7 separate regions of the Mus musculus genome follow, and all the other regions are linked to region 7. Evidence: chromatin contacts called from public HiChIP or PLAC-seq and promoter capture Hi-C data. All regions are on one chromosome and are shown on one strand. The core of a region is the stretch at or near the end of the contact, and the rest is flanking DNA. Distances in the headings are between cores, read along the strand shown.

Region 1 (3,334 bases), core at 497-2,996, 280 kb before region 7:
TGTTAGTGATCCTCAGAATAAAATAAGGTCCAAATTTATAACGGGGGCGGGGGGGGGCTGAGACTGAGACAGGAAATAAGTTGCAACAGCCTCACCAGAGACTGCCTTTCATAACCTGCTATCACAGCAAGGCTAGAACTCTAGACTGGCTCAAGGGGTAATTTAGCAATTTTGATACTCAGAGCAGAGTCAGGGATTGGCTGGCATATCCTGATCTCTTTTCACTGGCCCAGCAGGCAGAGTGGAGGTCTCATGTTCCAGTGCTCGGACGTGACTGGCAGGATGCATGGTCTTAGGAGGAAGAGGCTGTAAGTCTGGGACCAAACTGCCGGGACCATTTCCTTTCTGGTGTGTGGAGAAAGATAGGAATGGCTAGGGTTGGGGGTGTCCTGTAGCTCCCACACCCAAGAGTGATAAGAGACCTGACATGGTACACCCACCCTTTCAAAACTACCATGCAAAGAGTTCCAAACCTTGGCACCTGCTGTTTATGATCTGTGGCCCTGTGTCTTCCGTACCATAGGGAGCACTAGCAAGAGAGGATTTTGGGGATCACCCTTTCATTGGGAAGGTCGGGACGCTGAAGACCAGGGCTTAGAATATTCACTGCAGCCAGGGACACCAGCAAAGCAGTTCTAGAGCTCTGGCATCCAGAACCCAGGTGCTGTGGCAGGTGCCCACGGGCCACTCAGAACACCCCAAGTGTGCCTGCTAAGGCACACAGGAGGTTAGAGCCCCAGCAGCACTGGACACTAGACTTCAGGTCCAGCGAGGCTGGAAGCCCCACGTTCTTATACTCATTGTGTGACATGAACCCCCACCCCCAATGCAGAATCCTTGCCGAGCACGCCGCCCACGTGACCTTGAGCCAGGATCTGCACACGAAACTGCATTTTTAAAATTTATGTCACTGAAATCATGGTCGCAGATACAGTGAGGAGATAAAAATATGCCAAAAAGACAGTGAGGCAGCCCGGAAGCCACAGATAAGGAAATAGAATTTGGTTTTTTATTTATTCATTTGCAGTGCTAAGGACAGAACCCTGGGCCTGCAGGCTGCTAGGTAAGTGCTCTATTATTGAGTATCCCTAATAGTAAATATTTAATATTTATTGAGTATTTCATATGTTCCAGGAGTTCTAAGTGTATTTAATCCTAGTCAAAGTACTATGAGGTCAGGTTGAATGTGGAAACTGAGGCATAAGTGGTGAAGTAAGTAGCAGGCAGCCAGTCCCAGAGGCCCCCATATACCATCTCTGAAAAATAAGGATTTATTATTATTATTACTACTACTACTGCTACCACCACCACCACCACCACCACCACCACCACCACCACTACCACTACTATTATGTTAACTTGCCTGGACATAGTCTGAAGCACTTTCCACCTACTCATTCATTTCTCAGAGAAAGGCCGGGGTTTCTCCTGGTGTATACAGAGAAACAGGCAGCAGGCTTTCAAAGAGGCTTTTAATGTCTTATCTTGCCAAAGTCATTGAGCAAGGTTGGTGGCAGACATAGGGAATGACCCAAATGTGATCTCCAACTCGGGGGACCGTTCCTCAGTCTGCTCCAACAAGTGCCGAGCCCCTTAGACGCCATGTTTGGCTCCCACCCTTCAGTTGCAGGGTTCCAAGGCAGTGTTCTCCATCTGCCCCCACCCCCACCATCAGATGGGAGGGGCAGGAACTCTGGTACTGGTGGAGTTTCCGACCGGGCAGGAAAAAGAACAAAGGAAATGGAGGGGGGTCTGGAGGGGGAGAGGAGGGTGGCAGGACAAGAGGAGCAGTTTCACCATGGAATATGAAGCCAAGAAAGGGAAGAAGGTGAGTGGGGGGTTGAGAGGGCCAGGGTTGGGAAATGTCTCTGAAGGTGGATACAGAGGTGAGCAACGTGGAGTTAGCAAACAGCACAGGGAAGGGAGACTGCCTTCTCTTTTGGAAGGAAGTTTCTTTCTGTCCCTGACAGCCAGACGGACATCTGGGCTCCGGTCTAAGCTTCAGTCTTAGTGGCCTCTGTCATACGTCTACTGAGAGACTGACAGGGTCTTCCTGTTTCTTGGACATTCTGGTGGTAGCTTCCCGAAGCCTCTCAGAGAAAGGGACAGACAGACACACAGCAGACACCTTCCCTCCCCAATCACCCAGACAGTAAGGCCCAGCCAAGATGATTATAGTTTGGCAGATTGCCCATCCAGGCTGGGGCCTCTCACCTGTTCCCTGCCCCCTGCCCGCTGTTTCCCAAGCCTACACCTGCCCTCCCCTACCCTTGTGCAAAAACTCACTCCTGAGACCTCAGTTTAAGCCAACCCAAGTCCTTTCTCCACCTTCCTCCTCTTTTGAATTTGAGAGGTTTTTCCACTTCCCAGTTCCCACTGCACCCTCATACACACGGGGCTCCCTCCACCTAAGAAACGGGGTTCAGAATGTTTTATAAGGAACTCACATGAGGTCAGTACGGTGGCACAGGCCTGTAATCCCAGCTATTCTGGAGGCTAAGGCAGGAGGATTACAAGTTTAAAGTTAGTGTGGGTAATTTACTGAGAACCTGTCTCAAAACTGTAAAAGTGGGCTGGGGGGAGGGGGGACCCGTTCCTTGGCAGAATGCTTATCTAGCATGCAAGGTCCCAGGTTTGATTCCCTAACCTGCAAACTGATAATAAGAATTTTAAGTGCCAAGAGAGCTGGAGGTATCCAGCTCAGAAGTATTTATGTGAGGCTCTGGATAAAATCCCCAGTACAGACACATCAACGTGCCCCCATGTGAATCATTGGGGCTGACATGCACAAATTCTCAGGGGTCTATGTATTTATTTAGGGGACAAGGTCTAACCATGTAACCCAGGCTGATCTTAAAAACTCACTGACTGTATAGCTCAGGCTGGCCTTAAACCCACAGCAATTCTCCTGCCTCAGCCTCATGAGTGCTAGAATTCACCCAGTGAGGTCCATCTGATTAGGCTCCTAGGTGGCCGCCCATCCTGTTTGTGTCTGTCTTTTGGGGAAGCTAAATAGCATGCCACCCGTGTCACCAGAATTGATGGTTTGCTTTAGAAACTGCCAACGTAGTTCTAGAATGCCGCTAGATTGCTGCCCCCAGGGCTTCGGATTCCATAGGCTCAGGATGGGATCCAGGAAACAGCAGTTCTCTCAGATTCCCTCGATCCATCCTGGGTGTCTTTGTATCGGTGTCTCTGGATTATACTTACATTTATTTATTGCATAATTCTAACTCACAAACAAGCAATAGCCTAATAAATGCCTAGCTATCCTCCACTTAGCCCTGGGGCCTTGGCCGTTCTTTGAATCTGGCTGGCAGGAGCTTCACCCTCC
Region 2 (3,644 bases), core at 836-3,335, 300 kb after region 7:
AAGGTCTCATTGCATGACCCTGGCTGACCTGACTTGTAACGGAGACCAGACTGGCCAGAGATCATCCAGTCTGCCTCTGAAGTGCTGGAATTTAAAGGTATGCATCACCATACCTCCCTGGAGGTAGTTCTCTTTCTTTCTTTTTAAAAATAAGTTTATTATTTTGTATGTATGGGTATTTAGCTTCTTGTGGAAGTCAGAAGAGGGTGTCTGGGCTCTGGAATTGGAGTTACCTATAGTTGTGAGCTGCCATGTGGGTGCTGGAAATTGACCCCCGTTCCTCTGGAAGATATGCCAGTGCTCTTAACCACTGAGCCATCTGTCCAGTTCTGTCTGTAGTTTTCTTACTCCCATTTTCCTTAACTTTTCCTTCTGGGTGTGGAGAAGGGGGATTTTAGACAGTGTCTCACACAGCCACAGTCCAGTCTGGTGTGGAACTTGCTCTGTCACTGAGGTTGGCCTTAAATTCCTTAAACTCCCAAGTGCTGGGATTCTAGGTAGGATCCACCATGCTTTGATTCTCTTGACAGTTAGAGTCATTCCCAAGCGACAGACCAAGACCACCTGCTCATCCAGACTCTTTTAAGGCATCCTCTTTTGCACCAACTTCCGGACACACTTCAGAGCCCTGGCAGTCAAGACATTCCTGCGGTTCCTCTTCCCTAGGGGGCCAGGTCCAGGCCGGGCTGGGCTTTCTCTCCTTTTGTCTTTTGACCAGTCTACTCTTTTTTAAGTAGAAAAGGGCCCAGGAAGTGTTAAGACTTGAAGTTCCCCAAATAGTCGCCATTTGCCCATTTACTCACTAACCAGGAAGAAGGGCAGGAGGAAAGCTGTGTTTAACAGGAGTTAGAACCCCAGAGGCAAGAGACCTGTGGAGATTCATTCATTCATTCATTCAACCAACTTGTATTGAGTTAATTCCTTTTGATGCTAGCCTCCCTGTGGACCTGTGCTCCTAGAGAGATGTGGCTTCCAGTTTCCATCTAGATGGAAGATGGAAGCCACCTCTGCCCCGCTAGGAGATGCAGACAAGACTATACAAAACAATCTCAGATGGGTTTCAGTGTTATAGGATTTGAAGACTGTTCTGTTTGGTGATAAGAAAGCCTCTTCTTGTGACAGATCTGGGGAAACAAAGTCTGAAAGGAGGAAAGAGGCCAAAGCTTTCCTTAGAAGGACAATGCTTGGTGTGTAGGAGGAGCAGCAAAGCAGAAGAGGTTGGAGTGAAGTCAGGGAGCCAACAAAATAAAAGATCCGTGAAAGCTGAGCCTGCACGTGCTAGGCCTTGTATCGAGCCGAGCCTTTGCAATCATTCGATTTGTTTATCCCTTTAACATATATTTATTTAGTGTCTACTTTAGTGATCACCATCTAATGTATGGAGACAGACAAGCAGGAAAACAAATAAACATGAACGCCAGGTGCCTATCATAAGTATTTGTGTTTCTCCAGTGGTTCAGCGTGGGCCTTTTGGCCGAGGCAGCCCTAAGCTGCAGGGTAGGGCTCCTCCCCAGCTGGCACGAGGAACCCAGGTAGTTGGGGGAACATGTATGCTTTTTCTTCCTCCAAGGCCTCCTCTCCCCTCAAGATGGCTGACAAAGGCCAAGCTAGGTGAAAGCAGGAAGCAGAACGGGGGTCCCCAGCGGGTGACCCATAGGGCCACTACAGCGCCCTGGACAGCTTTGCAGCGGAGGGATGGTCGAAAAGCCAATGCAGGGTTGCTGTGTGACTCCAGCAGGAGCTCTTCCCTCTCTGGGCCGCTCATCCAGACCTGTGAATGTGCTTGTATGTGCGTGTGTGCATCTGATCTGGATTGGGGGACAGGAAAGGGGGTGTCTCAGGTGGAGAGGGCTGGGAGCTATCCGTGGGCTCTGGTCATCTAGGAGGGTGACCCGCAAGGCATAGGGGGCCCAGGGGAGGCTCCCGAGGAGGCAGGGCGAGGAAGCTCGGGAGGGATTTCAAATCTCCCTCGCCCGTCCCCTAGGCCCGGCCGGCCGGTGAGTGGCTGCGGCGGGGGCGCCCCCCGGGCGGGGGCGGGGCCAGGGCCGGGCCCGGGCTACAAGGGCAGCGGCGCCGCCCCCTCCCCACCCACTCCCGTGCGCGCCCGGCCCGTAGCGTCCTCGTCGCCGCCCCTCGTCTCGCAGCCGCAGCCCGCGTGGACGCTCTCGCCTGAGCGCCGCGGACTAGCCCGGGTGGCCCACTGGCGCGCGGGCGAGCGCACGGGCGCTCCAGTCCGGCAGCGCCGGGGTTAAGCGGCCCAAGTAAACGTAGCGCAGCGATCGGCGCCGGAGATTCGCGAACCCGACACTCCGCGCCGCCCGCCGGCCAGGACCCGCGGCGCGATCGCGGCGCCGCGCTACAGCCAGCCTCACGACAGGTGAGCGCCACGCGCCCCTCGTGGGCTGGGACCTGGTGGTTGGGGCTGTGTGGGTTCCGGGACGACAGGTCCCCTGGTGGCGCCTGGATGTTTGCCGGGGTTGGGGAGAACGGGGCGCGTGGCGCTTAGCGGGACGGGGACACGGGACTGGGCACGGGGACAGAGGAAGCGAAGTCCCCGCTGCACTCCGCCACTCTGAAGAGTTGAGGGAAGGAGACCTGCAGCAACTTTTCTGGAGTGTAGAGTTGAGAACACTTGGGAGCGGAGTGGGGCCCGAGCGGTGGCTGTCCCCGGGACCCAAAGTCCTTACCTAGCCCAGTTCTTACCCAGAGCCTCCTCGGGGAGGAAAGGCTGGGATGTAGAGGCAGAAGTTGTTTTGTCAATGTAGTAGTGGTTGTGGATCCGTTCTGACTTGGAACCTCGCACTCCCAGGTTGGGATGGCGCTCTGGGTACCGGCAAGTGGGGATGCTAGATGGGCGTTGTCCCCGGGGTCCTCCGGAGCGGAGCCTCTTGTGCTGCAGCGTTGCCGGCTGCTGGGAGGGGCTGGCTGAGCACACCTGGCCGGGGAGGAGCCAGCGGGGGGCGGTTCCTCACCTTGCCGGCTGCCCTAGGGGCTCACTTTCCATTCTTAGCCTTCTTCCGGGGTGAGGTGGCCCCACTACCTAGTCCATACACTGAGTCCTTAATTATAAAATGACCCTCTGCCTCCACTTCCTAGCGGTTAATCGTCCGTGCTTCAGGGATTGCTTAGGGATACCTGTGGAATCCGTCCAGGCTAGAGGTTGCAATCAAAGCGGAGACCTACTTACTGCGTTCCCAAGGTTGGACTGCACGGAGGGGAAGAGTTTCTTGCTCCAGTCTCACCTGTGGCAGCGGCAGTCCTGTGATCTCCATGCCTCTGCCTGTGATTCCCTGTGATTTCTGCTTTGCACTCGGAAGCATATGAATTAAAATGAATTAAGGCCTCAGTAGAGTGCTTCCGGACTTGTGGATGTTGTGGGCTTTGGGCTGGTGACACTCACCGACCTTCCTCTGTCCACCAGGCCCGCTGAGGCTTGTGCCAGACCTTGGAAACCTCAGGTATATACCTTTCCAGACGCGGGATCTCCCCTCCCCCATCCATAGTGCCTTGGGACCAAATCCAGGGCCTTCTTTCAGGTAAGCTACCCACCACCACTGCATTACACCTCCCAGCTTCAAGGTAAACTTCCGTAAGGTTGGTAATACACCAAGCACCATCTTTATTGTGTGGTTGGCCTCATTACC
Region 3 (3,369 bases), core at 632-3,131, 310 kb before region 7:
GGGTCAGGAAGCAGGGCTTCTGTGGGAAGACCCTCTTAAAACATCCCATTAATAGTTGTCCTCACTGTTGTGCTAGCAGGAAGGCATGGTGTATCCTTTATTTTGTTGTTCTATGAAGCCAAGAAAAACTGAGTGGTTTACCCAAAGCTGTGGAATCATGCAAAGACTATAGGTGTTCAACACAGATTTCTTTTTTTTTTTTCTGGCATCAGAGCATCAGACTGTACAGCCTGATTTCTGCTACTGCAGTTATCAAACTGTTTATGGGATATATGGAGGCTTCCATTTAGTTAGGACCCAGAGGTGGGATCCTATCTTTGCGGGTCCCATCCGAGCAAGCACCTGTGAAGTCATCGATACAGACCTCTAAGGACTAACAATGGGGTGTCAGGAGCCAGGCCGACTCTCTGACCCCACTTAAGGTTCTATATATATTAGATTGGCTTCTTTAGGAGTGATGAGTCTTTCTGACTGAAACCTCTAGCCTCCTGACAGCCTAAACATGGGCTGCTGGCCTCCAATCCACCTTGGAAAACTCCCTTAGCCCTTAACACCTCCCCTCTGCTTTTAGCTTTAGGCAACAGCTGGTACCCCAACCTCCCAAGCATCACTGAGACCAAAACGGTCCCTGGACACGAAAGGGAAGCCAGGCTGCAGGACAGCAGATGGCTGCTCCACCCAGCCCAGGGCAGCTGTCTCTTCTATCTTCCCTGTCACTCTGAGGCAGGGTGGTCCTTCCACCTCACTTCCTCCCCTCCTCACTCTTCCTCACTCCCTTGAGTTTTCAAAGCCTATTCGAGAGCCACGTTTGAATTTGTTTCTAACACTATGTGATTTTAAGCCACTAAATGTATCTTTTGACTCTATGTTTTCTCATCTATAGAATGGGCAGAACAATATAGACCATATAAATTGTGAGACTAAAATGATTAGCGATTCCTCATTGCTTAGAATAATGACAAAGAAATGGTTCAGTGTCCTAGGATATCCCATCCAAGCCAAGGTGTAGTTGTGTGGGAGTACTCAGGCACATGAGAGACCCCTAGCTCCTCTCATGGACTGTGTTTATAATGTTCCTCTGTTCTCTCCAGTTCCAGGCTGCTGCTTTGTGATCCCTGCTCCACTTTGGCTGCCAAGTCTTCTTGCTAAATCCTGACCTAGCCACCTAACTCCTCAGCTGACATTCTGCAGCAGGTGCCCCCGTTGTCACCTTCTGGCCCTTCAGGGTCCAATCCATCGGAAATCGCCAGTTTTATCGTTCTGCACCCCCACCCCCTCTTCCGGACATCCTAGAAAATGTGGCCTCCAGTGGTGATGGGAGTAGCTGTTTGCACTTGCTCTTTCCTTCCCAAGGGGTTCCCTCCCATCCCTTTCCTCTGCCTTGCCTAATCAGGCTAGTGGCCAGATGAACGCGGTTCCTAAAAGAAAGGTGATCGAGAGACCGAGAGACCGCAACTCAGAGAACCGCAGTTTCTCAGCTTGAAAAAGACAATGAGAAAAGAGATCTCTCAAGATCAAAGGAGGGGATGAAACAATAAGTGAACACGGGGGAACTAGGAAGTGGCGTTGGAAGGAGTGACTGCTAACGGGTTATGGCAGGTGCCCAAGCAGCTGCCCCCACCCCTGTCCTTTTATTCTCAGACCTCGGCCTCCCACCCTCCTGGGACATTGCAAGACCCAAACCACCGGAGGTACCACAGGAGATCAATGGAAAAGGAGAGGATAGGGCGGGGGCAGTCAAAGGGGGAGGCCAGAGGCAGAAAGCATGTGGTTGGGCCCCACGCCTCCGAGGAAGCCATGCGAGGGTGACCTGGGATGCTCTCCCCACCCCGGCCCCCTCCCTTCCCAGGGGGCGGCCCACATCCAGGCCGGAGCCCGGGCGGGGCGGCGCCGGCAAGGATGAATAATTGAGGTAGAGGGGAGGAGGAAGAGGAGCGGCGGAGGAAGAGCGGGAGGCGGGAGCCGCCCGCGCAGGGTCCTCCCCACTCCGCACCCCACCCGCTCCGCCGCCCGGAAGTCGCTCCCCGCCTCCTGCTCCGCCAACATGGCCGCGAAGTCGGATGGAGCGGCGGCCGTGGCCGGCCCGGGGCCCGAGGGGCCGGCGGGAGCAGATCGGGGCGGGGCGGGAGGGCGCGGGGAGGCTGCGGCGGGGATCGCGGGCCCGGGACCGGTGGAGGCGGGGTGCCCGGGGCCACGCTACGAGCTGCGGGACTGCTGCTGGGTGCTGTGCGCGCTGCTCGTGTTCTTCTCCGACGGCGCCACCGACCTGTGGCTGGCGGCCTCCTACTACCTGCAGGGTCAGAGCACCTACTTCGGCCTCACCCTGCTCTTCGTGCTGCTGCCCTCACTGGTCGTGCAGCTGCTCAGCTTCCGCTGGTTCGTCTACGACTACTCGGAGCCCGCGGGGACCCCGGGACCCGCCGTCAGCACCAAGGACAGCGACATAGTCGGAGCCGCCATCAGCACCAAGGACAGTGCTGTCGCCTTCCGGACCAAAGAAGGTAGCGCGGAGCTGGTCCCCCGGCCCGCACCATCCTCGGCCGGCACCTACCGCCGCCGCTGCTGCCGCCTCTGCGTCTGGCTACTGCAGACCCTCGTTCACCTCCTGCAACTCGGCCAGGTCTGGAGGTAGGAAAAGAGCAGGTGAAGGAAGCTTGAGTCTGGGAGTGGGATGCCGCCCCAGATCTGCTCTGGCCTTTCTAGCCCGCCCTGCTCCTGTCCTGACCCTCACCCCGACCCACTCCATTGCCGCTCTCATTTCTTTGCAGTCAGCTCCTCACCTCTGCAAAACTCTGTTGGAACCATAGCTTTGATCTGGCTAATGGGGCAAGATGGGGTCAGAGATTCTGAGTGATGTATGCAGAGAACAAGGGGACACTTGGAACAGGACCACAGCGATCCTTCCAGTCCTGACCCTTCCCCCATGTCCAGGTACCAAGCCTCGACTTAGGAAACCACTCAGAAGTCCTCCCTACCACTCACAGGCACTCAGTTTAGAATTGCAGCCCACCCCAACATCCTGGAAAAGGCAGCTAAATGACTATCCCGCCCAAACTTTCTGGTTTTGTAGAGAAAGGGCCTGGGGTGAACCCAATTCAGCACTGGTTAGCTCCTACTTCCTAAGGAGCTCCACAGTGCCGTCCCATCCCCCAAAAGGGACCAAGGAGATTTGGAATCTTGACTCTGACACTAGATGGCTACTGGCTGACCCTTAGTCTTCAGACCGGATGCTGAGGCTTCATTCAAACTGTTCACTTGCAGGCTTCATCCTTTGCCAGCAAGTAGGGTGCCTGCTGGGCTGAGGTAATTGGAGAGAGGGGGAATTCTAAACCACAGCTCCTCTCAAATCAGGATTACTCTAGTTCCTTG
Region 4 (3,637 bases), core at 606-3,105, 330 kb before region 7:
GTTGTCCCCTTAGTGGGACATGGCATGGCTTGACTTGCTCATGCCACCAGCCACAGCAGCCACCTGGCCTCATCTACTGAGCCCCATCTCTTCCCTCCAAGACAGTCTCGACACCCACCCATGGCCAACTCCATCTTTAGCTTTCTCACAATTTTCAGTTATGTGTTTGTGCTGCTTTCCTCGTGTGGAACATAAGGGCAGAACTATTGCTTTTATGTGCGGTGAGCACTCTCTGCATCTGCCATCAGTGAGTGAGGAGCTAATGGCCTGTCACTGAAGTGAGCATCTAAAATTCTGAGTCACAGCATATGTCTGACCTGCAACGCTCGCTCGCTCGCTCTTCTCCTCAAGCTGTCTAAGTTTCCCACGAGGGTGAGTCACACAGTCCCAGCCTCCTGCCTGGTTTTTACCAGGGATAATGAAGTCCTTCAGAAGACAACTGAACCGGCTTCCAGGGCTTCAGTAAGGATGTCGCAACTTACCAGAGACACTCAGGTCCTTCTGTAGGGCCCTCAGGCCCTCTCGGTTCTGATTCCTCTTGGTGTCCAGGTCTACAATCTGAAAACAGGAGCAGATGGGGACTCAGCTGCCTCCAGCCCCAATCTGAAGAGACAAGGTATCATTTCTGGCTAAGTTCCAAGGTCTTGCCTAACATGGAGGACTCAGGTGGGAAGGTGCTTCTTTACCCACTCAGCTTCCAGCTCCTCTGCTTCGACACAAACCTCCTTCCTCCAGAGAAGGTGCTAGGAAAATGCCTGCAGATTGAATCATTTTGTGTCATCCAGTCAACCTTGAGAGTGTACCAGAGTCACCAGGGAGTGAGCTGAGTGTCTTCTCTAGACAGTGACTACTGACACACTCTTGTTAGGTAACTCTGACAGTCTCACCAGACACTCAACCATACTGGACTGGAACAGCTGTGGCATGGTACCACTATGACAGCTAACTACTCAAGAGGTGACATCTGGGGCCGCAGCTAGTGAACCACCAAGCCTTCTCAAATATAGACCACAAAGAACCATTATGGCCATTATGACAGCGTTTGAAGACCATCAAATATATCAAGTATATGTCTCGCCCCATCACTACCATCTGGTCTAACTCTAGACCATCGGGATCACCTGAATGGTTCCCCGCTCTCTAGGAAGCAGCCAGAGAGAGGCATTTAACATCCAAATGCACGCCTATAATCCCAGAACTCAGGAGACTGACAAGGATAGACCACGGATTGTTCAAGGCTAACCTAGACAACACAGTAAGCCCTCTAAAGTTTAGAGTCTAAAGCAACCGATCCCCAGCACGAACTCCCTTTAGGGACTAACCACTTACCACAGAAACAGAACCAAGCACCCCTTTCGGATCTACGAGGCCCTCAACCCCTCACCCCCGCGCCCGACACCCACACACCCACACATCACACCCACACACCCCAGCGCATTGCCCAGACACATGCCGCCCATGTCTCAGTAACCTGATTCACGATGGGCCAGGGACTGCGTTTGGAAAGTGGTGTCAGGGGAGCCTCCCGCAGACAGTGAGAATCCAGGAGACCAGCAATGACCGGGCAGGGTGAAAGGAAGGCGACTATCCAGCACAGAACCAGTGCTCGCTCCGCGCCAGGCCGCTGGGACCAGTGACGCCGGAAGACCGGGTGAGCTCCCTGCCACCCCGCGCACTTACGCGCTCGCAGCCGCCACGTCTCTCACCTGCCGCTTGTCCGACAGCACGGCCTCGGCCAACTCCTCTACTTCGACCAGGTACCGCAGCACCCGCTCCGCCTCGGGGGACAGCATGGTGCCACGCACCTCTTCTGACACACTGCTACAACTTCACCTTGGCTCCTTCCGCGCACGCGCTGTTCTGGGACTTCCGGCACGCCTGCGCAGTGAAAAGAGCAAGCGCCGCAGCGGGGCTCCAGAGGGGCGGGGTAGGCTTTGGGAGCGGGGCAGGTGCGCCCCCTACAGGCTCTGAAGGAGCAACACAACGCACTGTCCATTTCCCTCCCTTCAAAGGGTTCCTGGGCATCCACTACATACCAGATTGGGTGTCAGGAACGCGGCTGCAAATAAAACATCCCGACTCTAGGAACGTCGTCCCATTGGAAAACAACGAACACTGAAGGCAAAATAATTACACATTATGGAAGGTAGTGATAAGGGATTTGGAGACACAGAGATCATAAAGTCCCGGTTTAACGACGCCCAGAAACTGAGTGTGGCAGACAGACTCATATTTTAATCCACGACGTTTTCAGCTTCCAGTTTGTAAATAATGGGTGATAGAAATTCCCCTCACTCTCTCTCTTTCTCCCCGGAAGATGGAAAGGAAGCAGTAATTATTTTAAATTGCATCTGGCTGCAGCATTTGTTGAATCTAATGTCCACAGTAGCAAGCCGAGATTCACAGAAGGAGCTGGAAACTGTCCAGGGGAGCAGTGGAGTGTCAGTAAGAGCGTAAGAGTGAATTAGGATCCAGGACTTCCCAGAGGAGGCGTGTGTGTGTGTGTGTGTGTGTGTGTGTGTGTGTGTGTGGTGACTGCCTGACAGAACCGGAGGGGTCCCCCAATGTTGCAAAGCTGGAGGCTCAGACGCTGGGCCTGGGAGTTTCTGCCTCACCAATCCTCTTTTGTTTTTCCGTGTGCGAAACTGGAATTACCCCAGTGCCTCTCAAACACCACGCTCTACCACTGAGCTATATCTCATCTATTTTCTTGTGTGGTGTGTGTGTGTGTGTGTGTGTGTGTGTGTGTGTGTGTTGCATGCGTGTAAGGGTGCTCTGTGCTCCTGCAGACACAAGCAGAGGCCAGACAGATTAGGGTGTCAGGTGTCTGTCTCTCCCTGATATTCTCACCTTATTGTCTTGAAATAGAGCCTCTCCTTGAAACAGAAGCTCACTTTTGGGCTAGGCTTGCTAGACATTGAGCTCTCTGGATCTGCCTGTCGCTGTTTGTTGCTGCTCACACAGCCATGTCTGGGTTTTTCTGTAGGCGCTTGAGATTCAAACTCAGATCCTTATTCTTGCAAAGTGAACACTCTTCATTCACGGAGCCACCTCCCCTAAGGCCTAACTCTGAGGTTCACTTTTTAGTCTCCTTTTTTGGACTCTGGGAAACTTAGCCCATTCATATTCTTTGCCTCACTTGAATTTCACGGACACTTTTTTTTTCTCACAGGATTATGCCTGTTTAGTTTTATAGCTGCAGGCTGAGGCTGAGAGAAGGGCTAATCAGTCACAAATTCCCCGGGGTGGAGGGTGCTGGTCTCTTTTTCACAACTATCTATGGACATTGACAAACTGTGCCTCACGAAGCCTGGAAACACCTCTTTCTTGTCTGGCTTTGGGCTACCTTCAATTACTAGAGACAGACAGTTTTCTCTGCAGCTGCGTGGTGTGGGGATGGAGGAAGCTTCATTAAGGATTCCTCATAGAGGGTGAATTTGTCGCCAAACCCAGGATGTTTTGTGTAAACACCTTCTGGTTCAGAAATGAAGGCACAAGCCCTGTGAAAGAAGTGGGGGTATTTGCCAAAGGAAAAATGAGTCTTCCAGGAATCCCTGGGGCCTGGACCCTAGTCCTGCATCGTCTCTCCACCTTGGGGCCAAAGATGGCTGGAAAAACGGACACCTCTGACCCCTGC
Region 5 (3,630 bases), core at 989-3,488, 400 kb after region 7:
CCAAGTTTCGAGTCACTGATGTGTCTAGTTTGCCTCCTTTGCCAGAGTAGAAATGTTAGGAGGTCATAGGCTATGTCTAGTTTTAGCTCACCATCAAATGCCTAGGGTCTGTCTCTTTGCTTAGAGACAATAAATGCTGGCAGCCAGGCTTGGTGGTACAGGCCTGTAATCCCAGCATTTGAAAAGTAGTAACAGGAGGGTAGGAGTTCAAGGTTATCCTCAGCCACATAGGATGCAGGAGACTGATCTGGGCTATATTAGACCCTATCTCAAAAAGAATTATGAATATATAAATAAGTGGTATTGTGGCAGAGAAAGCATTCTGTGACCTGTGATTCTGGGCAAGTCAGCTGGCTTCTCTGAGCCTGTTTCCTCTGCTGTGAAGTGCTGCAGTTCATCTTTTCTTCCTATATACAAGCACTGAGACACAGTCTGGAGCTAGAACAGGAAATTGCCTCCATGCAAAAGCAGAAGATAAAGGCATTAAAAAGTAAGGAAACATTTGCAGTGCTAAGAATAAACCAGATGACATTGCAGGTGCTCTTACATGGTGACTTAGTTTTTCATTAAGGTGCTGTGCTGGGCAGTTTTATAACACCTTGACACACGCTAATGTCATTTGAGAGGAGGGAATCTCAATTAAGAAAATGCCTCCCTAAGATGAGCCCTTAGGCAAGCTGGTAAAGTGTTTTCTTAGTCATTGATGGGGGAATCTCATCAGCCCACTGTGGGTTAGGACACCTCTGTGCTGGTGTGGTCTAGGGTTGTGTACTGGCTAGTTTTGTGTCAACTTGACACAGCTGGAGTTATCATAGAGAAAGGAGCATCAGTTGGGGAAAGGCCTCCAGGAGATCCAGCCGCAAGTCATTTTCTCAATTAGTGATCAAGTGGGGAGGGCCCCTTGTGGGTGGGACCATCTCTGGGCTGGTATTCTTGGGTTCTATAAGAGAGCAGGCTGAGCAAGCCAGGGGAACTAAGCCAGTAAAGAACATCCTTCCATGTCCTCTGCATCAGCTCCTGCTTCCTGACCTGTTTGAGTTCCAGTCTTGACTTCCTTTGGTGATGAACAGCAATGTGGGAGAGTAAGCTGAATAAATCCTTTCCTCCCCAAGTGCTTCTTGGTCATGATGTTTGTGCAGGAATAGAAACCCTGACTAAGACAGGTTGTATAAGAAAGCAGGCTGAGCAAGCCATGAGGAGTAAGCTAGTAACCGACATCCCTCCATGGCTTCTGCATCCACTCCTGGCTCTAGGTTCCTGCCCTGTTTTCCTTCAGTGATGAACAGAGATAATATGGAAGAGTAAGCTAAATAAGCACTCTCCTCTCCAAGTTGCTTTGGTCATGTTTCATTACAGGAATTGTAACACTAACTAAAACAGGCGCCAAATCTTTTTTTTTTTTTTTAAATTTAAAGGCAAACAATAACTGTGTAGCTCTCTGGCTGGCCTTGATCTCAGAGATTCTCTTGTCTCTACCTACTGAGTCCTGGGATTAAACGTTCATACCACCACAGTTATTTGTGGGCATATTTGCGTGTGTGTAGGCATGCGAGTGGCACTGCCCATGTGTGTTAGTCAGAGGACAACTTGCAGGACTCGCGTCTCACCTTCTATCAGTGGGTCCTGGGGTTTGAACTCATGTTGTCAGGTTTGGGGGCATGCACCTGCTAAAGCATTTCGATGGCCATTTTTTCTTTGTTGAGACCAGATCTCGCTGTGTAGCTCTGGCTAGCTTGCTACTGTAGACCAGGCTGGCCTTGAATTTACAGTGATTCTCTTTCCTGTCCAAGTGTACACGAGTGGCCTAGCACTCCCAGTTTTTTCTTTCTGAGACAGGGTCTCGTGTACCTCAGGCTGAACTCCCAGAGAGAGGGTCTGGGATGATGACAAAACGATTTGCTGGCAAGATAGGTGTGTTCCACCACAGCTGCCATCTGTGGTGTTGGGGACTGAAACCAGGGATTCATGTATGCTAGGCGAGCTAACCTTCCTCCCGAGCCTATTCATTAATCCATCTTGGTCAAACGAATTTTCTTCTGGGCTACAGCAAACCAGAATGTGCAACTGGACTCCGCCTCCTCAGAGGACTCACACGTCATTGGTCGCAACTGACCACGTGCCCAACAGGCTTGCTCCCCGCCCCCGGGCATGCCAGCTGTCGATCAAGCATTCGGCCCCGCCTCCGGCTCGCAGGCCAGTCCGTCTCTATAAAAGGCCGGGCGGGAGATGACGAGCCCCTGCGTCGGCGCGTCACGGCGGGGTGCGTGTGAGGTCATCGCGCGCGGGCGGGCGGGGTCCGACGGTTTGAACGAGACGAAGACGGAACCGGAGCCGGGCGCGCGGACGGCGGACGCGGGTCCTGAGAAAGCCGGTGAGGCGGCTGGCGGGCCCGGGCGGCGGCAGCAGTCGGGAATTCACGGGAGGCGGCTCCTCGTGAGCAGTGCGGAGCCGCGCGGGCAGTGGGGGGGAAGGGCGGGGCCGCGATCCGGTGCGCGGCCTGGGCCGGGGGCGCGCGCTCCGTTGTCCCGGGGGCGGGGCGTGGGCCGGAAGTGGGGGCTGCCTAGTGGTGACCGGCGAAGTCCTGACTTTGCGGCTGGGCCTGGAGGGTGTGTGCCCACGGGCGCGCGCGCGCGCGCGCGAGGGGCGCGGTGGGGACCCTGGGTGTAGGAGGCGTCGTTGCATAATGGGTGGGAGTTGGTCCGCGGAGTTGGCCGCAGAGTGCGACCTTAGGCAGGCGCTTCAGCCTCCCCGTGCCTCAGTTTCCTCCTCCGTAAAATGGAGACAGTAGAATTAAGCACAGAAAGGTTTCAGCTCGGTGCCTGGCAGAAGTCAGGCGGTCCGCGGGTGGTGGTTGAGTGCCTAGTAAATGCTAGGCCCCGGTCTCATCAGGGAGTAGACAGGCAAAGACATGCTTTCTAGGAGTCTGCTTTGTGGGTAGAGAGCCAGGAAGCAAGAAAATGAATACATGGCCAAGATAATTTCTGTAATTACTGTAAAAGGGCGATACCAGTACTGCAGGGTATAGCCTGACCTCTGCATCTTGGCGATGAGGATCCGGTGGCCCATTGAGGGAAGTTCAGCTAGGCCTGATGTCTGCCGGTGATGGGATGTCTTGACTAGCATTAATCAAGATAGCTCTTTAATGGGCACTTGTGTATAAGGCATTGTGTTAAGAGCTTGATGTAGCATTGTGTCATTTAATAGTCACATTGCCTTGAAAAGATGCTATCTTTATTCTCTTTCTTTCCCCTCTGTTGTGTTTTGCTCATTTTATTTTCTCTGTGGGGCTGAGAGGTGACTGCAGTTCCCCCACTGTGCTGAGCTGCTCATCATTCTTTTACAGAGGCGAGTCTGAGACTTTGGGTAGGGAAAGGACTTGCCTTACGTTGTCCAGCAAGTAACTCAACTCCAGAGTCATATCCTGTGTGCTACTCCTCCTTCTCCATCTAGAAACTGTTTCATACTTTTGTGGTGTCAAAGTGCCAGGACATAGAAGCTTGGGAGGCGGTGTGCTTTTCTGATACTTACCACAGCTCTGTGAGGAAGGTAGGGTCTTATTCATTTTACAGGTAAGCCATTTCTGAGGAAAGGAGACATGTTTCATACAGGGTCACATAGCTCTTTTTAGTG
Region 6 (3,509 bases), core at 972-3,471, 260 kb after region 7:
CCCCAGTGCTTGGATTATAAGCATGTATTACCACCAGCTTAAAGCCTCAAACTTTGTGTCTATACGTGTAGGCACACATGTATACAAATGTGTGCAGAAGTCAGAGATTAATACGGGTGTCTTCCTAACGCCATCTTAATTTTAGAGACAGCGTCTCTCATTGAGCCCAGAGCTAACTGATTCATAAGACAAGTTGCCTACGGAGCTCCAGCTATTCCCTGGGTTTCTGCTTGCCCAGCTATAGGCGTGTAAGGGCGTGTCTGTCGCCAAAGATGCTGGGCTCAGCTTTTTTATTTTTTAAACATGGGTGCTAGGAATGCAGCCTTGGACCTTTGTTCTTGTGTGGCAAACATTTTATCTCCTGGTTCATCTTCTCAGGCCAACTAGGCATTTTTCTAGAGGTATCTCTGTGTCTTCTGCCTACCTCAGGTCCAGGACCTTCCCTCCTAGAAGGCCTCACTTCTTTCTACATACACCAGAGTTCACACACGTGTAAGTCCTTATATACACAGCCAGCAGGAGGCAGCAGCAAGTCAGGGCAGCAAGGACAGAAAGATCCATCCTTGTTATGAGCCAGATGCCCAAGGTACTAGTATGCACCCTGCTGTCTGCTACCGTTCCAAAGTCCAGGGGAAAGCTGGATGTGGTGGCGCACACTTTAATCCCAGCACTCAGAAGGCAGAGGCAGACAGAGCTCTATGAGCTTGAGGCCAGCCTGGTCTACTTAGCAAGGAACAAGATGCAGGCCAACCAAGGTTACATAGCAAGACCCTGTCTTACTGATGTAGGAATGAGTTATGCCCACAGTGGGTAGGACACTGAATCACAGCTAAGGGACAGATGAGACCCTCGGGACATCTATTCATTCACTCATTCAATAAATATTTATTCAAGTCAGGCATGGTGACTCATCCCAATACCAGGGAGGCTAAGCAAGAGGGTTGCTGTGACTTTGGGGTCAGCCTGGGCTGCAGAATGAATTTCAGAGTATGCTGAGCTACAGAGTGAGACTCGGACTCAGAAAGCAAATTTAAGCAGGAGGTGGTGGCGGCCCCTTTACTCGTAGCAGTTGTAAGGCAGAGACCAGTGGACCTCTGAGTTCAAGGCCAGCCTGGTCTACATAGTGAGTTCGTGAACAGCCAGGGCCACACAGGGAAACCTTGTCTCAAAAGACAACAAGAAAACAAACAAAAACAATAACAAAAAAATAAATAAAGCTAGAAGGACAGTGGCATATGCCTATAGTCTCAGTGTTGGAAGACCTGAAGTCTCAGTGTTGGAGGACCGGAAGTCTCAGTGTTGGAGGACCGGAAGTTCAAGGTCATACTTGGCTATTGTTCGGAAGCCAGCCTGAGTTACATGAGAGCCTGACTCTAAAAAACAAACGCCAAGCTCTGTGCTGGGGGAAGATGATAAAAGGGGATAAAGCCCTAGGACATGGCGGGGCCTGAGATGAGACAGACAAGCGGCCAGGGAAGTCCTTTTAGAGAAAAGGACAGTGGAGCTGAGCCTTGATAGTGAGGAGGAGTTTGCCCAGAGGGAGGCAGGGGGCGCACAGGTCAGAGCAGAGCTGAAGTACTGAAGTCACAGCACTGGACACCACACAGCCAGAAGCAGCAGGGCTGGACCTCCCAGTACTATCTAACAGAGAAACCGAGGCACAGAAGCAGGCTATGATATGACCCTGCAATAGTTAGAGCCTGCTGTCCTAACTGCCACTCGGGCTAGGCACCCAGCCCTTTGTTTCAATGGTCTTTCTTTATTCACATGGCCTGTAAGTTCACTGCACCCACTGGGCCTGGGCTCTGACACTGGGCAGTGAGCACCAGGGGTCACTAACTAGTACTCTAATAGGGAGTCAGATAAACTGGCTCCTAGTGTCTCTCAAGCAGGGCACAGTGCCCCAAACCTCCAAATACTGATGAAATCAGCGGCCCCTGTAGCTCCTTCAAACACACTGTTGCTTCTGGTCCTCACTGCTCCGTGCTGAGAGCCGCCTTCTGTAAACACCGGCCCAGGCAGTATTGAGAGTACTGCGTGCTTCCAAAGAGCCATGAGCCCAGGCCCTCATAACCTCCGCACCATAGCAAAGGCCATTCTGTAGCAATCTAGCTAAAGAGCCAGCTCAGCTCAGCCTTCCAAGACGCAAGCTTGTAGGGCAGTGTGTCAAATGTCCTTGGCAAACCCAGACGCTGTTACATGCCAGCTTGCCAGTCTACCTGACAGTGCCATACGCCTGTATCCAGCAACCACATGCCAAGCACCGCCCAGGGTAAGGGACCAAGCCCAGCTAGGGGAGGCGTTGGGGAACAGCGCTGGGCCTCCAGGCTTGGTTTATCAGCTCTCACAGAGGGCAGAAACCACACAGTCAGGAAATGGCAGGTGTGAGAAGAAGAGGAAGTATATGGGCTGAAGCCATGGCTCTTCCCCGTTCCCTGGTGACATCCCTGCCTCTTCTGGTGTCCAGGGCTTTTGAAGTGACCACAGCCCCAGACTCTGCCAAGGATGAACCGGAGGCAAAAGGGGAGCAGTAGCCGGGCAGTGGTGGCGCACGCCTTTAATCCCAGCACTTGGGAGGCAGAGGCAGGTGGATCTCTGAGTTCAAGGCCAGCCTGGTCTACAGAGTGAGTTCCAGGATAGCCAGGGCTACACAGAGAAACCCTGTCTCCAAAAAGGGGGGTGGGGTGGGGAGGGAGCAGCGAGCAACCTTGGGTTCAGTAACTAATACCATAAAAATAAGTGCCCAGGGGGTGGGTCGGTGGGAGGGTATGGGGGACTTTGGGATAGCATTGGAAATGTAAATGAGGAAAATACCTAATAAAAACAAAAAAGTGCCCAGTAAAGGGTAGGGAGAGGGACCTCACTTCCCCCTCTCCCTCCTCAGGAAAGATCTTTTCACAAGAAACGGGTGTCAGCTATGGGGCTCAATAGACCCAAACCCTAGGAAATGGAATGCCTAGTTAGGGAAGCAGGCGTGTTGAAGAATTAAGTACAGGGACAGAAGTCCCCACCAGAGCACTGTGGGCGAAACAAAGAGATGGTGACCTCCATGGGGAGGTCAGTATCTGTCACAACGCAAAGGAGGCTGAACAGGGAAAAGTGCAGTGACATCAGTTGCCACCCCCAGCCGTGCTGGCTATCCAGAAGGGCAGCGGACTGAGTCCCAACAGACGCACGTGCTTCTGCGGACTCACTCCTCCAGCCAAGGTCTACACTCATGGAAGTAGTCACCCCTGCCTGGCTCCTGGTCAGCATGAGTAGGGCCGGAGAGAGGAGTTGGCACACTGATTCAAAGGTAGTCCCCAAGGAAAGACTGGGGCCAGCTTCCAGGCCTGTGTATTTTTTTTTAGGTCTATCTATCTATCTATCTATCTATCTATCTATCTATCTATCTATCTATCTATCTATCTATCTATCTATCTATCTATCCAGACAGGATTTCATGTTGCCCAACCTGGCCTCAGATTTGCAAAGCTGGCCTTGAATCCCCAGTCGTCTTCTCTACACAT
Region 7 (3,682 bases), core at 1,005-3,504:
AGGTCCCTAATTCCTCACTGCTGTTGGCAGGTTTAGTCCTGATGCTGCTTACATTCCTTTGCTTTCTGCTACTTCAAAGCCAGTAACAGCAAACTGAATTGCTTCACATTTCCAAAACACCTATACTTTCTGGGACCCACGTGGCCCACTCAGAAGTCTAGGATGATCTTCCTAAGGTCTAAAATTGATCTGCAAAGCTCCTTTTTCCAATGAGTGTAATGGAGTTCTGGGTCCCCACCCATGGGTCAAGCCAACCTGCAATACTTAATAAGAACTTGTCCCAAAACATAAAGGGCTTGAAAGGTAGGACAGTGGTAAAGCATCTACCATGCATCTTGAGCCCAAGTCCCAACACAACAAAACACAAAGCCTGCATTTTACAGTCTTCCCTATTCAACCCTTCCAAGTGTGTGGCTTTGTTGGAGCTATGGATCAATTCAAAACATCTGAACCACTATCCTCTCAGAGGTGATTGTCTCAGCTGCAGATTGAAAAACTATAAGCAAAACTACCAAAGGCCAGGGTTAGTGGGGCATGCATTTTAATCTCACATGTATTAATGGGAGGCAGAGGTAAGACAATAGAAGCCCATTGACGCCAGCCTGTCCATATTGTGAGTTTTTGTTTCAAAATAAAAAAATAGTGAAATGGTGTTAGGATATGCTCAGGGATTGTGGGAGGTCCTCAGTTCAACTCTCTCCCCACCAACAGAGTCCTAATATACACCTAATTTAATCCCAGCACTTGGAAGGCAGTGGCAGGTGGATCTGAGTCCAGAGCTAACCTGGTCTACACAGTGAGTTCCAGGCCAGTCAGGTGTCTGTCTCAAAAACAAAACCTAAAATGTCAAAAACAATAACAATAAAATAATTTTAGATGTAGTTCTCCCCTCGCTTTTGGGATGAAATGAGAAGAGTGTTTCTGTTTATTGAATTTGAGTCTTGGGTGAGCACTAATAAGGACCGCTGAGTCCTTTAGGTACAAGGGTTGGACTGCTGGGTGATTTCTTCGTCTCAGCACTGGCTGCCTGTGTACTAACACCACAAGAGTACAGGGTGTTTTTTTACCCACATAAACCTTTCAAAAACTGTAAAACCTGGCCATCAATCCAGTTCAAGACTGTAGAGATGTTTCTGTACTTTGGGCCAACAAACACAGAAAAATAATGTTCTGGGTGCTTCAAACCTTATCATCCTGTCACTGCAATCAAGGAACAGAGGCTCCATTGCCCACTGTGTAGTAATAACAGCTCTCATTTATTCTACAGCAGAAGCCAAATTACATGAGCCTAATATCAGGATCTTCCACATTCTCTCCCATCTTCTAGATACTTCATGCTAATTTGTACCCCATCAAGGTTGTGGGATACTATGCTAACATTGATCAAACAGGCTCAGCGGGGTTAGGAGTAGTCAAGGAGTCACAACTAGGATTCTAAATCTAGGTTGGCTGACATTAGGACTTGACCTCTCTCCGGGCAACTGCGTCTAAATATACACTCAGGTGCATTTAGATTTCTGTGGATGGACCTTCAGTGTTTACCTACTATCGGATCATCAAATTCACCTGGCGGCAACGCTGCTGGAAACTGCAGGTGCATTCTCTGCAAACACACAGAGGTATTACAAGAGGAAATGGGTTAATCACCTAAGTCGGTCAATCGTGCAATAACCGTTTTACTGATATGAGTGTCTCTTTGCTTATTACTATGCGCCAGTTGACTCATTTAAGGGTGGGCCAAAAAGAAAAGTCCTGCTTTTTGTCACCCACCAGAAGTCCAGAAGAGAACTGTGTATGCGGTGGGGGATGGTGCAGTGGAAGCAGGGTAGCAGACTACCAACTCCAGATCCGAAACCGCACTGGACCCGCCACCAGAATCAAAAAAAAGCTTTGAACGGGTTAACCGCGCGCGCGGCCAGGGGGGAGTCCAGCCACCGCCCCTTCCCAGCACCACCTCCCAGAAACCCTCAGGCCTCCGCTAGTTCCCGAACCTCGCGAGACCCCGCCCCATCTTTTTCTGACCGACTTCCCGCCCCCTTCTTTACCGTGCTTGGAGCGCAGCGGGGTACGGAAGAAAGTGGGCGGAAAACAGGAGCCCGGGGCACTCCGGGAAATGTGGTCCAAGCACTTGAGGCAGCCATTTTCTTCCGGAGAGGGGTAGGCCAGGAAGCCAGTGAGGACTACAAATCCCAGCCACCCTTTCGGTTTGTTTTTGTTCAAAAAAAAAAAAAAAAAACCCACACTCCCCCTCCTCACTCTTCTCTCTCACACACACGCGGGCACACACATACACACACATACCCACGGCAGACACGCACGCATCCGAGCGTCGAAAGGAAAGCCGCGTCTCGCCATCCGGGCCCGCCCGCCACTAGTTCGCTCTTGGGTTTCCCAGCAGCGCGGGAACGCGGAGGCCGGAGCCGTGACCTCTGACCCCGTGGTTATGCGGAGCCGCCGCATTCCTTAGCCATCGCGGGGCTGCCGCTGCCGCTGCCACCGTGGGCGACTGACGCAGCGCGGGCGCGTGGAGCCGCCGCCGCCCCTCCCCCCAGCGCCACCCTCGCGCCGGGGTCTCGCTCTAGCCAGTCCCGGTGCGCCCGCCCTCTCCGGCCGCACCCGAGCCCTCGCACGCGCCGCCGCCGCCACGCGCCCCCCGCCGCTGCCGCCGCCTCCGCCCCAGCCCCGCGCCGCCACCGCCCCAGTCCGCCCCGCCCGAAGGACCCGCGTGGAGCCGCCACCGCCGCCGCGGAGGAGGAGGATGAAGGACAAACAGAAGAGGAAGAAGGAGCGCACGTGGGCCGAGGCCGCGCGCCTGGTGAGCCGAGCTGCCCGGGGGGCCGCGGCGGGGGGCGTAGGGGGTGGGCTCCGCGCGGCTCCCCGGGCGGGGGAGGGGCGAGGCCCTGCCCACCGCAGCAGGGGGCGGGGCCGCCCGGGTGTGGAGCTCCCGAGGTCCCGGGCCCGAGGAGGCTGGGACGCCTTTTCTCTGCATCCCCCCACCCCTTGAATTCCTGCGGAGGGGCGAGCTGGCAAGCGGCTCCTCCCCCCTCCGAGCGCCCGGGCGCCAGTCTCCCCTCCCCCCACGTTGGCAGCAGCAGCGGGGGGTCCCGGGGAAAGCGCCCGTTTATTCTTCTGCGGGGAGTTAGGTTTCCGGGAAAGGTCGGAAGTGCTTCCCCGGACTTCTTCGTGGGCAGAGGTGTGTGGGTCACTAAGACACCGTAGGGGTGGGAAAAGTGCCCCTGGTTTCAAGGACGCGAGAAGCATTTAGAGCGTTGGCAATTTAAACCAGGTGTGTGTCGGAAAGCAGTCGCTAAGGACCGATGTGAACCCTGAGTAGTGGTTCTCAAACTACTAGAGTGCCCGGTGGGAGCATACCTGGGGACTTTGTTTCAAACATTGGCACTAGGGCTCATTTTAAACACACTGAACTCGAGATTCCTCTGAGAAACAGTACTTTAGGCAGCTGCTTAAGCGATTGTTATGCCGGTGACCCTCGAATATTTAAATCACACTGAGCCCTGTGACTACAATGGGGGGTAGGCAGTTTGCAGAGGAGCAGAATACACTTTGCCAAGAATGTGTATCTGTTTGAGGCTTCCCTTCTGAGGGTTTAGTTAAAAAAAAAAAAAAGTAAATAGGTTTTTGAGCTCGCTACCTGCCCAGAGGATTTGTGGCTTTTCTGTTT

The links. Promoter capture Hi-C pulls out the DNA fragments that hold promoters and counts their contacts. HiChIP or PLAC-seq counts read pairs in DNA pulled down with a chosen protein or histone mark.
Region 1: a promoter capture Hi-C map of neutrophils shows a contact between it and region 7, with 4 times the contacts expected there. The contact joins the promoter of Ccm2l here to the promoter of Asxl1 in region 7. A contact is called at or near these places in 3 of 39 promoter capture datasets (macrophages, neutrophils and pre-B cells), 1 of 115 datasets of contacts at active chromatin or transcription factors (large pre-B cells) and 2 of 9 other capture datasets (liver and macrophages).
Region 2: a contact with region 7 is called in an H3K4me3 HiChIP or PLAC-seq map of embryonic stem cells, with 13 read pairs. The contact joins the promoter of Dnmt3b here to the promoter of Asxl1 in region 7. A contact is called at or near these places in 3 of 39 promoter capture datasets (the C10 cell line, embryonic stem cells and neural stem cells), 5 of 115 datasets of contacts at active chromatin or transcription factors (the SCID.adh cell line, effector CD8 T cells, embryonic stem cells and 2 more) and 2 of 9 other capture datasets (adipose tissue and liver).
Region 3: a contact with region 7 is called in a promoter capture Hi-C map of pre-B cells, with 4 times the contacts expected there. The contact joins the promoter of Xkr7 here to the promoter of Asxl1 in region 7. A contact is called at or near these places in 4 of 39 promoter capture datasets (the C10 cell line, embryonic stem cells, hippocampal neurons and 1 more) and 1 of 484 Hi-C or Micro-C datasets (embryonic stem cells).
Region 4: a promoter capture Hi-C map of pre-B cells shows a contact between it and region 7, with 3 times the contacts expected there. The contact joins the promoter of Pdrg1 here to the promoter of Asxl1 in region 7. A contact is called at or near these places in 5 of 39 promoter capture datasets (the 3T3-L1 cell line, the C10 cell line, embryonic stem cells and 2 more) and 1 of 115 datasets of contacts at active chromatin or transcription factors (effector CD8 T cells).
Region 5: a contact with region 7 is called in a promoter capture Hi-C map of pre-B cells, with 7 times the contacts expected there. The contact joins the promoter of Mapre1 here to the promoter of Asxl1 in region 7. A contact is called at or near these places in 3 of 39 promoter capture datasets (erythroid cells, hippocampal neurons and pre-B cells), 5 of 484 Hi-C or Micro-C datasets (CD4 T cells, CD8 T cells, embryonic stem cells and 1 more), 2 of 115 datasets of contacts at active chromatin or transcription factors (memory CD8 T cells and microglia) and 1 of 9 other capture datasets (adipose tissue).
Region 6: a contact with region 7 is called in a promoter capture Hi-C map of fetal liver, with 3 times the contacts expected there. The contact joins the enhancer-like site here to the promoter of Asxl1 in region 7. A contact is called at or near these places in 2 of 39 promoter capture datasets (fetal liver and hippocampal neurons), 1 of 484 Hi-C or Micro-C datasets (embryonic stem cells), 8 of 115 datasets of contacts at active chromatin or transcription factors (bone marrow-derived macrophages, effector CD8 T cells, embryonic forebrain and 5 more) and 1 of 9 other capture datasets (pancreatic islet).

Annotation. Positions count from the first base shown.
Region 1 is chr2:153,064,209-153,067,542 of GRCm38.p6, forward strand. Ccm2l (cerebral cavernous malformation 2-like) reads left to right here and starts at 1,747. Exons shown (of 10, transcript NM_001372363.1): 1 at 1,747-1,828. The coding sequence starts at 1,799.
Region 2 is chr2:153,647,364-153,651,007 of GRCm38.p6, forward strand. It overlaps Dnmt3b (DNA methyltransferase 3B), which reads left to right and starts at 2,086. Exons shown (of 23, transcript NM_001271744.1): 1 at 2,086-2,377.
Region 3 is chr2:153,029,971-153,033,339 of GRCm38.p6, forward strand. It overlaps Xkr7 (X-linked Kx blood group related 7), which reads left to right and starts at 1,882. Exons shown (of 3, transcript NM_001011732.1): 1 at 1,882-2,628. The coding sequence starts at 2,045.
Region 4 is chr2:153,013,528-153,017,164 of GRCm38.p6, forward strand. Pdrg1 (p53 and DNA damage regulated 1) reads right to left here and starts at 1,856. Exons shown (of 5, transcript NM_178939.2): 1 at 1,707-1,856; 2 at 483-558. The coding sequence starts at 1,793.
Region 5 is chr2:153,739,049-153,742,678 of GRCm38.p6, forward strand. Mapre1 (microtubule-associated protein, RP/EB family, member 1) reads left to right here and starts at 2,239. Exons shown (of 7, transcript NM_007896.3): 1 at 2,239-2,371.
Region 6 is chr2:153,606,055-153,609,563 of GRCm38.p6, forward strand. No RefSeq gene overlaps it. Among named protein-coding and RNA genes, the nearest start is that of Commd7, 25 kb to the right of the region's middle. Within about 2 kb of position 2,222, at least 150 of the 459 cell types and tissues checked have an H3K27ac peak or open chromatin away from gene starts, as enhancers often do. A contact at or near this core is called in effector CD8 T cells, fetal liver and pancreatic cancer cells, where this site is marked.
Region 7 is chr2:153,343,576-153,347,257 of GRCm38.p6, forward strand. It overlaps Asxl1 (additional sex combs like 1), which reads left to right and starts at 2,255. Exons shown (of 13, transcript NM_001039939.2): 1 at 2,255-2,815. The coding sequence starts at 2,759. 2500004C02Rik (RIKEN cDNA 2500004C02 gene) reads right to left here and starts at 2,235. Exons shown (of 2, transcript NR_040318.1): 1 at 2,046-2,235.